Regions from separate parts of the Larimichthys crocea genome. Here region 1 is linked to region 2. A link is a contact called in public Hi-C data. All regions are on one chromosome and are shown on one strand. The core of a region is the stretch at or near the end of the contact, and the rest is flanking DNA. Distances in the headings are between cores, read along the strand shown.

Evidence for each region. Hi-C and Micro-C count contacts between places; a contact is called where the count stands out from the background.
Region 1: a contact with region 2 is called in a Hi-C map of muscle, with 3 times the contacts expected there. The contact joins the promoter of cops2 here to the promoter of dut in region 2. A contact is called at or near these places in 2 of 7 Hi-C or Micro-C datasets (both in muscle).

The regions. Positions count from the first base shown.
Region 1 is chrVIII:2,116,837-2,123,239 of L_crocea_2.0, forward strand. It overlaps cops2 (COP9 signalosome subunit 2), which reads right to left and starts at 1,403. Exons shown (of 16, transcript XM_027281165.1): 1 at 1,305-1,403; 2 at 408-561. It overlaps dtwd1 (DTW domain containing 1), which reads left to right and starts at 1,420. Exons shown (of 5, transcript XM_010745351.3): 1 at 1,420-1,563; 2 at 4,337-4,662; 3 at 4,868-5,005; 4 at 5,691-5,979; 5 at 6,132-6,403. The coding sequence starts at 4,405. The coding sequence ends at 6,361.
Region 2 is chrVIII:1,945,519-1,951,680 of L_crocea_2.0, forward strand. It overlaps dut (deoxyuridine triphosphatase), which reads left to right and starts at 2,794. Exons shown (of 7, transcript XM_019265644.2): 1 at 2,794-3,002; 2 at 3,692-3,848; 3 at 4,058-4,149; 4 at 4,261-4,305; 5 at 4,391-4,465; 6 at 5,212-5,282; 7 at 5,683-5,807. The coding sequence starts at 2,882. The coding sequence ends at 5,739. It overlaps fbn1 (fibrillin 1), which reads right to left. Exons shown (of 58, transcript XM_027281288.1): 58 at 6,103-6,162.

The DNA of each region.
Region 1 (6,403 bases), core at 153-2,652, 170 kb after region 2:
TCTTTAACATGTTTAATAATTAAACATAATTGTGAAGCAGCTGACGTTGCTGAGAGTTGCCTCCTCTCTCTTTGCTCTGTGCTGCTTGCCACAGTATTGTAAATTGCAGCGCGCTCTGCTGGATAAACTTTGCAGTGACACCAATACATTACCACAATAACCACTAAGTGGCAATGGCTGTGAAGTGAAGCCAATGCTGAAGTGCAAAAAAAACTGTAATTCCTCAAACGTCCACTTGAGGTTGGCTGCAGATTAAGTCAGCCTCCATAAACCCCCATGTTAAAATGTCCAATTTCACAGCAGAAATAAACATGTTTACAGCCTGGTAAATAAAACAGTTTTGGTCTCTATAGCTAATTTCCCCGTTCATGACAACAGTGCTGAGGGTGAATTTTTATATAACTCACCTGTTAAAATTATATCAAGGCTTAAAGTTATACAGAATTAACAGCACGGCCGCCTTGATGCTGTTACAGATGGGTTGTTTCAGCTGCTGATCGTCTTTGCCAGTTTTTAGATTAGCTGGGAGGTCGCTGAGCTTCACAGTGTCTCCACAGTAACCTATGGGTGATGTCACATATACAACAGCCATGTTTTATAGTCTTTTTTCTGCATTAATATCAGAATCAGAATCAGAAATACTTTAATAATCCCAGGGGGAAATTATTTTTTGTTACAATAGTCCAATACACAAACAAAAACAACATATGTAAACACGTAACCATCTAATTAGGAACACACACACACACACACACAACACATATTCTATAAAACTATTTATATTTTAAAGGTCCATGATATATCGATTTTTTTTTTATGTTAAATAAAAAAATCGCTATATATGTCATGTTCTACTTTGGGTAGTCCACCAAAGAAGTTTTATTTATAGGTTCATTAATGTTTTGTTGATAGATAATTGTAGATATTTGTTTTTATATATACATACAGTAGATCATTGAAAAACTTTCCAACTTTTTATTTATAATTATTTGAAAAAATTGCCTTTATTAAAAACATTTATTGGCTTTCTTATCACAATGAAAGTTGATGAAATGTTAATGTTTTATATGTTTATAATGATAAACGTAGTAACATTTGTTAATGGGAAGTTGTCATGAGAGTAACGTTAACCCAGCCGTTAACACTAACGGTCCTAACGGTTAACGTGAATGCGCCAAATTTAAAAAAATTAGCTTAAACGTCGCGGTTAATTTAAATACCTAACCCAGAGTCGTTATTATATGTTACATTAACAGTCACATTAGGTGTAGTTTACGTCCTTGTTTGTTATATACCGTCAGTACCTGCACTTTAGCGCATCTTCAGTCCACTAACGGCTAACGGCTGGTAAAGGTGGCGGAGGCTTTCCAACGGCACACGTTCGGAATTGGGTGCTGCCTAGCAACGGGTCGTAACTGACCTTAACAACCGGAGAAGAACCGGCATATCCGGCGTAGAGGAGGACGCACACGCTGCTGCTGTTGTTGTATATCATTGCAACTACATACTGGTCGACACGTTTCTGTGTTACGCTACAAAACTAGTGGACGACGTATTGCTGTTGTGAGTTATTTAAACTGACGCTTGCTTTCCTGTCAGCTGACCTAACTCTTGGTTGTATCTGCTAGTAGTCGAAGCTACAGATGTTTAGCGTGCTAACAGGAGCTAGCTTCACAAGCACGTTGACTGTAGTCTAACGTTAGCGACAGCATGTAAGCCTGTGTAAGCTGGTGTGTGTGTACAGGAGTGTACCGCCAGGAGAGAGAGGGAGAAAAAAGATACAGATACAGTGCTCTTAAACTATGAAATGCTAATTACCGAGTTGTGTTTAGCTCACTTGTCATTCATTCACTAGCCTTAGCACGGTAGCATCAGCTGACACTACCTGTGCAACGAGTGTCAGGTAAGTCTGCTGACTCTGTCAAGGGGCAAAAGTACTATAGCTAATGGAGTCCCTAATATTTCATCAACAACACTGTGGCACCCTTTTCTCTATCCAGCTGTAGACAACATCTGTACACATTATAGTTGAATTAAAGTTATAAGCAAATAAGGCAACAAACATAGGTAGGTAGGTAGGTAGATAGACAGTCAGTCAGTCCGTCCGGTATGTTTGAATACAATAAAAAATACAATAGAATAAAATGGTGAGGTAGAAAAAATAAAAACACAGAATGGGACAAAGACACTTAAAAACACAAGATAAATAGGTAGACACATACATGATGACCACAAGTTACCACAAGTTACGTTACATCAAATAAAAAAAAAATCGCTATATCTGTCATGCTCTACTTTGGGTAGTCCACCCAAAAAGTTTTATTTATAGGTTTATTAATGTTTTGTTGTTAGATAATTGTAGATATTTGTTTTTTTATACATACAGTAGATCATTGGAAAATTTAGTTTTCCAACTTTTTATTTATAATTATTTACGCATAATGCTTATTTCAGTGGATAAAAATGTATCACAGGACAAAGCACATATCACTGTTGATGTACCCTAACTAAACATTACAACAACCTTTTTTTTCAACATTTATTGGCTTTCTTATTACAATGAAAGTTGATGAAATGTGGTCGTCATAGCAGTCCAGTATGTTTGAATACAATAAAAATACAATCGAATAAAATACTGAGGTAGAAAAAAATAAAAACACAGAATGGGACAAGGACACAAGATAATTAGGTAGATATATCCACTCCAAACAAACAAACAATATTTAGGAGAGGCGTTGTGTAAAACTCCACTGCTAAAGATGGATTTTTGGAGCCTCAATAAATATGTAATTTGCTCTGTCTGATAGAGGACCCAGACCTTCTGGATCTGTGCGTTATATGTAGGCTGGTAAAAGTCAGTGTTTTGAGTGTGAATGGGAAAAAAAAACACTGTTTAATGATTGTGGATATAAGTAGAGAGATTTTTGATCATTTCACATTTAATTAAAAGTCAAATAAAGTCAGAAAAACCTTTACCACTGTTATTCTTATAGTATGTATTAAAATATTATGTTTATATCAGGTAAACAATACGACTGCTGAAAACAAACAATAGGAACAGTCATACATGCATGCATACTAGGGATGTAAAACAGTTAATCGATTAATCGGTTAATTGTCGAAAAGAATTTAATCGATTAAATTAAATTAATCGGGTTAACTGAATCTAGGGCCATTTTCCACAGAAGTTTTTTCAGTGAGATTTCATGGTGTCGCCAGTTGAGGGCGCCGTTGCTTAATCTAGGCCACAGCGAACGTACCTGAACGCAACGCGGCGACAGACCCGGAGTCATTTCAAACTAAGTAATGATGACAAAGACGCTCAGTGTAAACTCTGCGGTGCCACGTTTAGGTTCAGCAGCTCTACGAGTTCACTAAGATAACACCTTCAAAACCTGCAGCCGTGCTGACGCGCTAGCAGTTAGCATTATCCACTAAGAATTAAATACATGCTGATTGCTAACATGCTAATGCTATCTGCTCCTGTGTGTAAATGAACATGCTCAGCTCACTCGTCACTCTCAACATTTCTGCGGGAAATTGTTAAATAGAGGCCCTCTAATTTTCCTGTCACCTTCCTCAGGGATGATTGAAGCTGTGTTCAGTCCTACATGTTGCTGTAAGTTTCCAGGGCTAGTAATCTTACTGTTACCTTTCTCAGAACAAGAGAGATTATAAGTGCTGCTGCTAATGTTTCAAGTTTTTCATCTTAAGTACTTTACCAGATAATTATGTGTAGGCTTAATACTGTGTAGGCTAAGCCCATATTGTATAGCTTTAAAAAAATCTTTTATGTTGCTTAATGTTTCACATGCAACAGGTGAGCCAGTGCACAATTATTTTTTTGATGTATTTCAATTTTCTGTGCAGAATTTATTTTGGTTGAATGTCATATCTGTACCATATCCCCACTGGTACAATAAAACATTAGTTGAGGAATATAACATGCATTTTTTTTTATTCAGTATATAAGCAATATTTTTGCTTTATGTTAAAAGACACCGTGAGAAATATATGTTCTTAGGAAAAAAGCCGCTTATCAGTTAACCGTTACTCGACCGATAAGGTCAATCAACTAACGATTAATGTATTAATCGATAATTTGCATCCCTAATGCATACAAAAGAAAAGACAGACTTTATCCACTCCCTTCACTATATTAATGTTACCCAATGTCTCCCAACTAAGTTCAACTCTTTTTTTCTGGGAAATACTCCAGTATGACCTTTTTAATAACCCCTATCATGTTGAGTGGCTTTTCCACATTATTGCACTCCCTTATGTAAATGTTGGATTTTTATGTGTCTGCTAATCTATGTGTCGTTTGTTTTCTCAGTGTTGTTCAGCTATGAATGTGGGGCCCATATAATCCAGCACTGGTCTGTCAACATTTAAAGAGCAAGCATGAGTAGCCTGGATCACGACCAGCATCTCCATCCTAGTTGCCGTGACAAAACAACAGTCACTAGTGATTCATCAGACGCTCATGAGCTTGCCAAGCAGCCTCTCCAAGGTCTAAAATTGGCATCACATGCAGTGTTGGAGGAAGCGCAACAGAAGGGCAGGTTGAAATGCTCTAAATGTGGAGGATCAAGGATGTTTTTCTGCTACACATGCTGCTCATTAGTGGGTGTCACCCCGCAAGACATCCCTTTAATCAAGGTCAGTAAGAGGTTAGGACTCACTTGATTGTTCTTTTAAGAGAGGCCTTTTTTTATGAGAGTTGTTGCAATAGCATTGCATTGCCAATGTGGTGGAAAAAGTTGTGCGATGTCTTTTGTGTGAGCTCTGAAATTTTGCACATGGTGTGGTCGAAACGTAACTGTCCTCTGGACCTGACTCTACATATTGTGTACATTGTGCTCAGCTTCCTGTCAAGATAGACATCATCAAGCATCCCAATGAGACAGACGGTAAGAGCACTGCAATCCATGCCAAGATCCTCGCCCCCAGTGACGTCAACATATACACCTACCCCTGCATACCTGACTACGAAAAGGAAAAAGTGAGTTTGTCTTTCATCGTCAAAGAATTTCATTTAACTCTTGTATCTTTAGCTGTCATTGTGAAGCTGTACTCTTTATGAAAAACGTTTTGGTTTCGTATTTGGTTGTCAAGAGTTCAATCAATCAACTGATTGTTTCAACTGTACCCTTCATTGTTGTCATATTTCTGCTGCCTATTTTTCTTTAACCTCTTAGGAAAACTTTATCACAACAGCTTATTTGCTGCTATTTATATTATATATTTTTAATGCAAGCAGCTGCGTTTGAGTCATGTTTTAATAGTTACTATCCTCTAAATTAACAATTTTTGAAGTGAACACCTGTTTTGTGTACTTTGGTTGTAGTATTTAATGCTACAAGTTTATATTTAATAGCTCTAGTTAAGTTAGGCATAATCAGACACTGGACTTGACTGATAGTGGCTTTAGTGCACAAGCTATGTATGCTTATTGTATTTGACAATTTAATAGTCTTTGTTCTTGCTTTTTCATCAAATCTACTCAACTGAATGACCTTGATGTTTTCAGTTTTTTTTCCTCTCAAACTCTATTCATCTTCTGAAATTCAGCCGTACATAAATTACCTCAGTTAAAAAATCTTAGAAACACAGTTTTTGTACGTTTAGTCCCGGTTTGTATGATGGTGTTCCACTATGAACCTGTGACATCCCCCTAACCTCTCCAGGTGGTGTTGGTGTTCCCTGGTCCAGGGGCTGTGTCGGTTCAAGACATGATGCAGTGTTTGCATCACCAAAGTGACAGCAAATCAAGTTACACCTTTGATGAACCCCGCATAAAGAGACTAAAAAGTGAAGAAGTTCAAGACGCCACATACACCGCAGAGAACCCGGAGTCAGGGACCCCAGATGGAGCAAAGGGCTTGGAGTCACGGGTGTTTCCCCTGCAGAAGGTGGTCTTCATTGACAGCACATGGAACCAGACCAACAAGATCAGCACAGATGAGAGACTACAAGGTAATCATGAAAAATTGCATTCGTGCAGCTTTCTGAAGAGTTCTGACTGCTGTTGATTATTAAGGGCAAATTAACTTCACGTACCATGCTGTTTAACATGATCTCACTCTGCGTTCTTGTGCGCTTTCTGATGGACATGTGTTCTCCCCTAGATTTGCTCCAGGTAGAGCTGAAGATGAGGAAAACATGTTTCTGGCGGCATCAAAAGGGCAAACCAGACACATATCTAGCCACTATTGAGGCCATTTATTATTTCCTCAAGGACTTCCACGAGCATTGCCTTGCGCAAGAGTACAACGGAGAATATGATAACATTCTCTTCTTCTACTCATACCTGCACTCAGTTGTCAGCAAAGCAAAGACTTCTGCTCAAAAATGTTGAGAGGAAGGACTGAAATCAATTATGAACTGAAGATTCACATGC
Region 2 (6,162 bases), core at 1,544-4,043:
GGAACGGGGAACCTGCTATTGTTAGTTGAGGTCCACAAGATGTATGTATTTTTCACATAACTTGAGTATTTTAATTTTGTAAAACAATTCAATTTTGGAAATAGAAAATTTTTTCTAAGTGTCTACATACTAGGGTTTTATATGTAAGTAAGTATAAAGTTAATGCATTTTGAAAGTTTAAACTAGCCAGCAGTATGTGAGATATTTAGACCACAGCTACTTCAACATGATTTAAAAGGCACATGGTCTGGAAAAATATGTAGTATGACCAAGGACGGTCATTAGAACATGAACGAAACAGGTACATATGTTAAGGAAAGTGATTTCTAAAACATCTTTAGAGTTAGAGGTCATAGACACATCTTGTATATGAGCATTGAATGAGAATCCTAATAGTCAACATCCTGAACGAGAGGCAGTAATGGACTTGGAGATCTGCCTGTATAGTCTCTTAAAAATTAACTAGCTGCATTCAAATGGATTTTGCGCACCATTAGTTTATATTATGATTTGATTATATAATCACATAATGAGCAACATGAATGGTTTTTGAGTGAATTTTGGTTATTGATTCCTTCTATTATCAGATAGTGGCTATTAGGTAAACTTCTCCACATCTAATCTATCACAAAATAATACAAGTATGATCTCAGCCAAGAAGTACCTTGTGTTTTAACTAGAAAAAGGCTAAACGCATCCTGTATGCCCTGTGGGATTAAATACTGTATTTTGACTGCTGCAGTATTGTACAGAAGTATTGTACAGCGGAGCAGGAGAATGTTGCAGAGAACTAATATGCTAGACTATTCTTTTGTGTTCTTGAGAGCTCATTACAGCATTATCAAGGGATAACAATGTTTTGGTATCTTGAGATCTTGAGAAAATTATTCCGTTATCTCGCAATAACGGCATTTATTATTTCAACATAATGACATAAATAACTCGAGAAAAATAATGAAATTAACTTATCACTCACTGTTAACATTTAGTTTTTGTTCATTTAATATGTAAATGTCATTACTCACATACAATCTATTCATGCTGTGCATACTGTATGTACTGTAACATCTACCAAATGTACTGTACATAACACAACTTGCATTACATTAGTACATAACGCACCATTGCACTATTGTCTGATTGTCTACAAATGTTACTGTTGTTGCTGTATATGTCTCATGATGCCATTACTTGCACTTATACTTTGGTTCTTCTTATGTAAAGTGTCTTTGAGTACCTTGAAAAGCGCTTTTAAATAAAATGTATTATTATTATTATTATTACTGTATACTTAGCAAACTTTTTTTGTGTGTATACTATATGCATCACAAATACTTGACTATGATATACTTAGATATACATACTATAAATAATATACTGAATATCAATATGTAAATAGAATGTGCAAAAAGATAAGGATATTGTATAAACATGATACATAATATCAATATTGTTATGGAATTTTCTATCCTTAGGTTACACAAGGTCACGTGTGGGCCTTGTGGTCCTCAGCAGTATTAATTGTTTGTCTTTGACTAGGTGCCAGTCTATCTCAGCACTGTGGTGGACAGGGACGAAGAGGCCTGTTGCTGCCTTCCTAGTCATAATAGATAGTTGCTGTTGATGTTCCAGTCTGTGTAAACAGACATCTGTCTCTCCAGACTAGAATGTGTTGACAATAACACCTCCATGGGTGAAGACATTCTCTTTGACTAATTCTGGGCGTATTGTATTTGTGGTGTTATCTTTGGGTTTAAAGTTTATCCACCAGCACAAGTTCGTCAGAACCAACTCAGGAACTTCTGATGAACTTTGAGAGTGTCTCTAATTCTCCTTGATCAAGCATCAATAAATATTACAGCATAAGACATCAGAGGCTCCTGAACACTTTCTTCCTTCCTGACCTCACCATTGACCTTTGACTTCAGCAATTTCTCCACAACAAATATGTTTTATATTTGCACATATCACATATGATATGAAGTATATGTTCCAGTATTTGGAGTGGAGTGTTAGTGCAAAAGGAGACTTCTGTGGCTCTGACAGAGGTAGATGAGTTATAAACTCTTATTGCGGTATCGGTCCTTAGACAATAGGTTAATTAATTAAGTCAAGTCAACTTTATTGTCAATGCTGCTATATGTACAGGACATAAGTAAAAGATGTAAAAAAAAATATGCTAACTAACGAACTGCTATGACGACCTAATTTCCCTTATAGATGATTAATAAAATCTATCTATCTATCTATCTATCTATCTATCTATCTATCTATCTGGCATTAACCAGAAGTGTAAAAAGTTTGCTAAGTATACAGAATAATAATAATAATAATAATAAATATAATAATATAATAATAATAATAAATTTTATTTAAAAGCGCTTTTCAAGGTACTCAAAGACACTTTCCATAAGAAGAACATCAAGACCAACATCAGTACCAAAGTATAAGTGCAAGTAATGGCATCATGAGACACATACAGCAACTAAAACATTAAATAAAATATACAAATCTAAAAATCTAAAATTATATACAAACTAAAGACATCCGTGTGGCAATATGGCACAGTGTAATGTAAACAGAATTGTCAGTATAAATATATGTATATGTATGGCTATGTGGTAGTGTGGACAGAATTAACAGTATTTACAGTACAGTATACACAGTGAGGTATATCAAGAAAAGAACATCTAAAAACTCAGCCAATATACAACTGACCAGTTTTCAAATCAATATAATTTAGAATAGATACATTTCTGTGGTTTGTGTAATCACAGTGAGTGGCTGTCAGCCAGGGGGAGGCTGACGTCACCGCCACGATCAGCTGAGAGGACGTTAGCGTCAGCGTGGCTAGCTGGTTAGCTTGCAGTCGACAAACAATATGACACGAACATTGCTCAGGCTGGGAGCTCTTCGGCTACAGTGCTCCTCTGTGTTTGATGCAGCTGCTCCACGTTTCTTGGCAAGAGACATTCACGCTCAGACGCTCAGTCGAAACAAAGGCAAGCAATAAGATGAGGATGGAAGACGTTACTGTGAGCAACATGTCGAGTGTGTGTTCACGTTAGCTTCGCTAGCCCTCGTATTCTCGTTTATGGCAGTATAACGTGTGTGTCGCGTACTAAGCCGTTTAAACACCACCAACACCACGTCTGCTGCTTTATTGTGGTGCAATGCGTAAGTAAAAGGAGGCTCAGTGTTCTTTTCTCTTTTATTTAGACGCTACAGCTGTTTCTGTTGCCAACTCTCGCGAGAATTCCTTCTCGGTTAGCAACGTGATGACGAAACGGTTGTCATAGTTACAGAGCAGACTTACTTCTTTGTAGATTTAGGTTTTCCTCCCAATATATTAATACAACGACAGTTTATAGTAGTGTAGCGACTTATATAAGTTGTTGGAGTTAATTGCACTTTATTTGTGCCATGTTTTAAAACGTTAAAACATGTTTTAAAAGTTATGTGTCTGTAAAGGAGGGGCTTATTTGGCGCAACCTCCCAGCGCGGGAGATTCATTCAAATTGCAGGAGCGCGAAGAAACTGGAGTAGTTGCTTTGTGTCTTTCTTTTAGCTTGCAGTAGTCAGTTGTAGCTCTGCCTCCTGCTTAGCACATTTAGTCTTTTAGTTAGTGTAAGTTACTTCGTGCACTTTTCTATTCTTAACTGTGAAAACTTTACCAACATGCCGGTCCTAGAAGTTACAGATGCTTCAGCAATTTCTCCATCGAAGAGGCCGAGGACAGAAACAAACCCTGCAGAGGAGAGACCCGTCCTCAGGTTTGCTAAACTGTCTGAGCATGCCACGACACCCACCAGAGGCTCGGCTAAAGCAGCAGGATATGACCTCTACAGGTGGGTTATACTTTTAATTTGATTGTGTTTTGAGTTCACTGACCTAATGTGAGCAGCTTGCATCAATCTTTCATACCACATCCTCTTTGTAGAAGTAGCATATGTTCATACAGAAGTTGAATTTACTGGATAAATGTTGCCACATACGAGTCTCATGTGAATATAATGCCGTGTGTGACAGCTAATTTTGATACCCTGCATTGAAACAGTGCGTATGATTACTCCATTGGTCCTCTGGATAAGGCCATAGTGAAGACAGACATCCAGATCGCAGTACCACATGGCTGCTATGGGAGAGTGGGTGAGTGTTTGACATGCTGATGCAAATCCTGCATTACAAGTTTTGCTCGGTGCATTTGAATTCATGCAAAATAACACGCTGTAACTGTGTCTTCTTATTTCTCCTTCTCAGCACCGAGATCTGGACTGGCAGCAAAAAACTTCATTGATGTCGGTGGTGAGTCTTACTTATGTTCAGTATCCACGTTTTAACCATTTGTCATGGCAGCCGTTTTAATTTCTCTTTAATGTCTCTGTGTCAGCTGGAGTCGTGGATGAAGACTACAGAGGAAATGTGGGAGTTGTGCTCTTCAACTTCGGCAAGGACACATTTGAAGGTGAGTTGTGGCATCAGTGTATCATCACTTCTTTATCCAAAGGTACCAGCAATTCTTTAACCCATGTTAATAATTAATAGGGCGAGACATTACTGTAGAGCTGTGCTTCTTTTTGAGCTTTTCTGCTGGAGTAGGATGTAAGGTTGGAGTGAGTTTTCTGATCTTTCACTTTAAATAACATTGAGAAAGTGTCATTCACAGTAAGAACAACATATCACGCTTAAATCTCACCTAAAAGTCAGATGCACATCTCTTAAAGATATATATTTTTTTGGCCTTTTTGAGCTTTATTTGATAGAGACAGCTTGAAGAGTGACAAGAAATGTGGGGGGAGAGAGAGAGATTGGGAGTGACATGCGGGAAAGAGCCACAGGTCAGAGTCGAACCCTGGGCTGTGCAGCAAGGACTGAGCCTTCGTGCATGGGGCGGATGCTCCACCAGCTGAGCTAAACGACACCCCAGATGCACATCTCTGATACTAAAACTAGAGACATCCTGAAACTGTCTGTGAAAATTACATTCTCCATTTCCGAGAACCCAAAACTGCCCAAAAGTAATTTAAAAATGACTTTAAATGTGAAGTGGGGATGCATTACACTTCAAATATTTGTCTGGAGCTCATTGCTTTCTGTGCAAATGTCATGAAAGTAATTTGCACAGATCAAAAACTGTATATAAATATCAACAGTGCAGATGTTAATATTAATAACAAGTGATTGTTTTGTCTCTTTCTGTTCCTCTTTCAGTGAAAAAAGGCGACAGAGTTGCTCAGCTGGTGTGTGAGAGGATCTGTTACCCAGATCTGGTGGAGCAAGAGGTAACTCAAATGCTGTATACACGCAGCTGCCAGTTTATTGGGTTCACCTCGATAAATATTAACAGTTCCGCAATAAATCCTACCTTCATCAAGGTTATAATGTTGAAACTATTTTAAAGAGTTTACCTAACTGAATACTCAATTTGGAGGCTGTAGTTTTGTAGTGCTGTCGAATTTTTATTGTTATACTGACAGGTGTTTTTTGTTTACCCCATTTATATTGGTGAGGGCAAGCTAAATAGCTAGTTGTACCCAATAAACCGGCAACAGAGAGTACTTTTACCTGTTTAAAATACTTGTGCAGACATCAGATTTTCCATTGGTTGTGTGGTTTCACTGAAGAAAATTTTATTTCATCAGATTAGTCAGTTAAATCAAAAATACTTGTGTTTTCTTTCAGACTCTTGATGAGACAGAGCGCGGTGCTGGAGGTTTCGGATCAACTGGACGCAACTGAAAGCTGCAATAATTAGAATGTATATGTTGAATATGTAGAGTAGGTGCTAATAAAGTTCTGATTTTGTAGTTTGGTGTGTCTGGTGTCTTTACTGGGAATGTCTCCTTCATGTTGTGATAAACTTTACGTCTGACCCTCCTCCAAGTAGTCTTCTAGATCTCCACATGGGGGCAGTGCAGGACAGGACAAGAGTTGCATCTCCTCCTAGCCAGTAAAGTAACCATATTAAGTTCAGCTCCACTGGAGATCCAGTGGCCAGACGGCCAAAGAGGGATATCTAACTTGAAGCTAGCAGCCGTGTTTAATATCACTTTGTTACATTAGTACTTCAGTCTGGATGAAAGGGGAAAGCACAGCAGTGAATACATATACACCAAAAAATATGTTTTTATTGTGAATTTACAACTAAACCCTCACTGATGT